2 separate regions of the Sus scrofa genome follow, and region 1 is linked to region 2. A link is a contact called in public Hi-C data. All regions are on one chromosome and are shown on one strand. The core of a region is the stretch at or near the end of the contact, and the rest is flanking DNA. Distances in the headings are between cores, read along the strand shown. Region 1 has its middle 5.8 kb from the start of ARID1B. Region 2 overlaps ARID1B (AT-rich interactive domain-containing protein 1B).

The links. Hi-C and Micro-C count contacts between places; a contact is called where the count stands out from the background.
Region 1: a Hi-C map of heart right ventricle shows a contact between it and region 2, with 3 times the contacts expected there. The contact joins two enhancer-like sites. A contact is called at or near these places in 3 of 47 Hi-C or Micro-C datasets (embryonic fibroblasts, heart right ventricle and psoas muscle) and 1 of 2 datasets of contacts at active chromatin or transcription factors (skeletal muscle).

What each region holds. Positions count from the first base shown.
Region 1 is chr1:10,231,871-10,234,570 of Sscrofa11.1, forward strand. No RefSeq gene overlaps it. Among named protein-coding and RNA genes, the nearest start is that of ARID1B, 5.8 kb to the left of the region's middle. Within about 2 kb of position 1,326, at least 54 of the 83 cell types and tissues checked have an H3K27ac peak or open chromatin away from gene starts, as enhancers often do. A contact at or near this core is called in skeletal muscle, where this site is marked.
Region 2 is chr1:9,812,579-9,815,278 of Sscrofa11.1, forward strand. All of the region lies in intron 14 of ARID1B (AT-rich interactive domain-containing protein 1B), which reads right to left. Among named protein-coding and RNA genes, the nearest start is that of TMEM242, 150 kb to the left of the region's middle. Within about 2 kb of position 1,388, at least 15 of the 83 cell types and tissues checked have an H3K27ac peak or open chromatin away from gene starts, as enhancers often do. A contact at or near this core is called in skeletal muscle, where this site is marked.

The sequences.
Region 1 (2,700 bases), core at 76-2,575, 420 kb after region 2:
AGTTTAGAAATTTTCTTTAACTTTCAGACAAATGTGTGTTCAACGGCATTTCCTTCACTTTATTGTCAGTATTGTCCTCATTCATTTTACCATCATCAGAATCACTTATTGAGCACTTTATTGATGATACCACTCTAGTTCCTCAGAAATAAATATTTCAGAAATAAACATTTGAGGTCATTTTGTAATAATCAAAAATACAAGGGAAGTCATTTGGAGAGATAATCACCTCAATTTTGGGGGAAGATCTGAGTGATTTATCTCAAGGCCTTCTGGGTCTTTGTCAAATGCAGTAAATCCCTTCACAGTACGCATAAGCTTCTAAAATACAACTACTTTTCAAGCACAATAAATTCCAAACAATAAATAACTTAGGTGCATTAATGTAGCAAATTTGTAATATTTATTTCACCCTGTTTATCTTCAACTGCTTTGTCCCTAACTCATTAAGAGAATCAGTAGTCACCTTTAAGGGCAGATTAGGACTGACTGTTCTAAGGGCCAAAGGACTTGATTATATGCTTTTCTTAAATAAAATGACATAATTTCATTGCCTATCAATGCATTCCTCTAGAAATGCCCAAGTGGTTAAACATAATTTTTTTTTCTCTAACTTAAAGCAAGTCTCTACATTGTAAAATGTTTCTATAGGACTTAAAATTCAGTGGGCTATATCTGGCATCCTCTCTGAACCCTCAGACGTCTCCTCTCAAGCTCTACTTCTCGCTGTGGTGCTGGTGACCTGCTTTCTCGGGGACCACGTGGGTTAAAGGTTTCCTTCCCAAAGCATAACCCATAAGAAGCAGTTGGGAAGGCAGCTTCTTGGCTCAACCCCATTCAGTCATTCAGCAAATAATTGCCAAGGCTTGCCTGCTCTGCACCGGCCCAGTGCTAGGCTCTGCGGACCCTGCAGTGAGGAAGAAAGAAAAAAGAAACTCCCGCACTGCCTACCAGCTCGACATTAATCAGATGATCCCACTAACAAATGCGTAAATGCGCAAAGAAAACGTGCTCTGAAGGAGAGGTGCAGGCTTGTAGGAGCGAAATAAACGAAGAAACTGACAGAGACTGGGGAAAGACTTCCCGGAGGAAATGGAACTGGGGCTGAAACCCGCAAAGTGAGGAGGCGTGAACCAGGGAAAGAAGCGAAAGGGCGTCCCCGACAGCAGGAGGCCGGTGGGGCTGCGGAGCAGAGCCGGGCTGGCGCACCCGCAGCGGCCGCGGAGGTGGGGCCACCGCGCCGGGCACGCAGCCCAACTCCACCAGGGCTGGTCTCCCACGAGCTGAGCGAACTATCTGCGGCCTTTAAACCGGGGCCAGCGGGCGGGGCCGGGTGGTCCCGGGACCCACTGGCTGCTGGGAAGAGAGGCGGAGCCAGAGCGTGGGGGCGGGAGTGGGGGCGGGCCCAGGCTGGGGGCTGCTCCGCCCAGGCCCGGCCACCCTCCTGTGCTGAGGCTCCCAGTGTTTGGCGATATTAAGGAACAATAAAAGAGGATCATACAAATGACCTTTTTTTAATGTTTACAGTTTTTAAAACATTCGGCCTCAAAACCAGAAGGCGATACAAATGTGCGTCTCACGGAAAAATTAACATTTATTTAATTCACAGTGCCCCCACAAATACACAGTCTGTTAACAGATCCACGTTGAAAAACAAAAAATAGGATGAACACCTTTTCGTCTAGTCATTGTACCTCCAGAGCTAAACACATAACCCAACTTGGCAACCACACCAAAGTCTAAATTTGAGCCTTTTTGTACAAGGCTCTCCCACCTGTCTTGTGCACATGAGAAGATGGAAGCAGGAGGCACCATGAGGACAGAGATAAGTGAACCAACTCGAGTCCACCATTTAAGAATGGGCGAATTTTTCACTGATCAAGGGGTCTCAGCCAAGGCTTACTTGCCACTCACTGAGTCTTGACACTGGACTTAGTCTGCTGGAGGATGGGGTGTCTTTTTCTAACTGGCACAAAGCATCAAACATGCTTGCAGTGGCCCTACATGGGAGAGAGGTCGAGGCGAGAACATAGGAGGACTTGGTAATAAGTCAGTCACGAGGGTGAGGAAATGGACCAAATTTCCTATCTCTCACTTCTTTTTCATCCCACCCCCTCCTGGTCTACACCAACGATGAAGCAACTGGAAACTCCAGCTTCTATCCTACCACCCTGTCTGTCCACTTCAGCCTATCTATCTATCCTACCCACTTTTCTCTATACCACCCCCAATCTACCATGCTGATAAGCCAACTCTGTTCATAATAGAATCTTAGACCTAAAAAGAGCTTAGAAGTTTTAAGAAGCTGAGGGAAACTTCTCAGAACCATACAGGGCAAAAAAAAAAAATTTTTTTTGGCCACGCCCACAGAATGAGGAAGTTCCTGGGCCAGGGACTGAACCTGTGCCACACTATGACAACAATTCTTAACCCAGTGTGCCTTAATCCACAAGTGTGATATTTTGTGATATAAGAGCCTTCTCTCTTATCTAGGAATTTGTGACTTTGAGACGATCCATAGAAAACTCTTTGAAAGAAATAAACCAAATAAGTTGACACCCAACCCCTAAGTTACAATTTGCCTCCTTCCCAGAGCCTCCTGTTTACACAGAGCCAGGGAGTGTCATGTTTGTTGTCACTCATCTAAAGGACACCTCTCTCCAGTATGGCTGCTTATCCTCTGGAGTTATGCAGTGTGAC
Region 2 (2,700 bases), core at 138-2,637:
GAATAAATAAAGTACTTATTATATTGGAGTCTATTTTCTACATGCACCAAACTGACAGAGAAAGACAATTCCTGCCCTCAGACGGTTTACAATAAATACTTTCAGGACTATAACTGTAACACACAGAATTCCTGGCCGCTTGTAAAAACTGATATTGCACATATTATCATCAATAGTTTCTTTCCTATGAAGACTCAGTTACCACCACCCACGACTCCCTTTCGAGGAAGCTGGAGCTGAGCGATGCGCTACAGAGGGTGAGAAATGGAAGCGAGTCTGTCGCTTCCACTCAGGAAGCCTCAGCCCAAGCCAGACCTCTCTAGCGAGACGAGGTCCTGAATGAATACTGATGGCCACCAACAGGGACTGCGTTCCGTCACGTCTCCCCTGGGTGCCTAGGACCACAGTGACTCGGGGATGACCTGCAACACATGGAAGTTCCCAGGCCGGGGATCGAACCCGAGCCGCAGCAGCGACCCAAGCCACTGCAGTGACAACACTGGCTCCTTAACCCGCTGTGTCATCAGGGAACTCCTAGGAAGACTAGTTTCTTTTATTCTTTATAGGGCTGCACCTGCGGCATATGAAAGTTCCCAGGCTGGGGTCGAACCAGAGTTGCAGCTGCCAGCCTACACCACAGCCACAGCCACAGCCATGCCAGATTCGAGCCGCATCTGTGACCTACACCACAGCTCACAGCAACGCCGGATCCTGAACCCACTGAGTGAGGCCAGGGATCGAACCTGCATCCTCATGGATACCTGGTCTGGTCCCAACCTGCCGAGCCACAAAGGGAACTCCAAGGCTAATTTTAAATGTAGACACCTTCTTGGATGTAGATACCTTAAAACAGAAACTTACCAATTCATGCTTATAAACCAAAATTTGGTAAAACCCTGGAAATGCATCTTTAAAAAGTAAATATAATAAAAGAAAAAATAGTCATTCAAAAATACATTAAGGATGACCCTCAGACATGACCGCCCCATAAAGCTGAGAGGAGAAATAGCCGGCTTCGTGGGTCAAGAACCAGAGCGCACAGCAGCCTGTACGGTTCCCGTGGACCACGGCTCACAAGGCTATGATTTAGGAATCAGCCTTATTTATAAGTAGGCACATTCACAGCTAATAAAAAAAAAATAAAAGGAAAAATTCTCCCCTCTTGCCAGTGTGTTTTCCTTTCCTTTCAGGAAGAAAAAAAAAATGAATGCAACCTCTTGAAGCTCCATTAATAGAGGAGGCTGGCTCTCTAGGATATCCCTACTTTTTGCCAGAAGCTACAAATGTATACTGGAAAGTAAACAATGGAAAGGTTACTGAAGGTTAAGTACATTCACACACTTCAGACTGTACAGCCAGACTCCTGGCTGGGAAGATAATTTACACAGCACGAACCCGCTGCCCCAGCTCTGGCTGGGGTTGTGGGAAGCTGGGTGGGGAGAGAGGAAGAGCTGATGCGTCCTGGGTCTGCAGCTACTAGAGGTCACCCAGAGGGCACCTTTGTGTATAACCCGAGCCCCCTTCTCATCTGTCTTCCACCGAGGATTCCCTAGTTGGATCCATGACAAGTTTTGTGACATCACCTGTCAGCTAATAATAGAAATGCAGTCAGCCACCTGCCAGCAAAGATGGATGAGTTTTTGGTTACAGACTGACTAACTGAATGTGGAGCTTCCCGCCACCTCCCTCCCCTCCCCACCCCATTCCAGCTTCGGGGAGGCCCAGGCCACCTGGGGAGGCGATGCCTCTGGCTGTTCCTTAGGACTCTAGAAACTTTACAGTCTATTATAAGCAAATCCGAGGTGCAACCGTACCCCCCAGGTCTTGCTTAGGTTTCATTCCGGAGGCTTCCTCTGGCTGACTTGCTCTCAGTCCCTAGAAGACACAGCCACTCCACAGTGGAGATGGTGGTGCAGCCCCACGGCTAAGGGGCTGGACCTCTCAGGGGCTGACAGGACCGAATTTCAGATCCGTGTCAGGCACATCACATCCAAACTGGAATCTGGAGGCACGATGTAGAATGCCAAGTCATTACTGGCATTTAGGATTTAAACTGATTCAGCACGACCATTTGAAAAAACAATCTAGAATGTTTTTTAGGAATCTTTTAGTTGTTTGCCAGGATGGGCTAGTAAGGAATAAACTACAGTTACAGTCTTACGGGAAAAACTGACTTCAAAGAACACAAACTTTGGCGGAAGATTAGTGTGAAGAATTTTTGTAGCGTGTGAGACTCTGACATGGCAAATCACTGGGGATCATTTGTTTTGCTTCTCTGACAAGAAAGATGTTTCGGAGACATTTTCCTTAATGAAAGTTCTGGAGTCAAAGAGGCCACAGATGCTGGAGGAAAGGCCTGGCTTTTGGCTGAGAGGCTGATGTTATTCTCTGCCCTCCTGCCCAGTCCGTGTGTCCGTCTCTCTGCAGAGCACATAAGCCAAGCAGACCGCAGCCCGAGCGCTGGCTGAACGGCTCAGCTCAGGCACCTTCCTCCCTGCTTCCTGATTCTCGTGACTCGGGCACCTTCTGGACCACTGAGAAGAACGTATTCTCAGGAGCACATCTGCAACCCAAGCTCTTTTGTGCAGTTAAAGCGGGAATGTTGCCATAAAAACGGTAGTTTTAAAAAAAATGGGGGGCGGGGGCTGACTGTAGGAGGACAGGCCCTGTACTTGCTGAAGTGCCTACACCTCGGCGGGG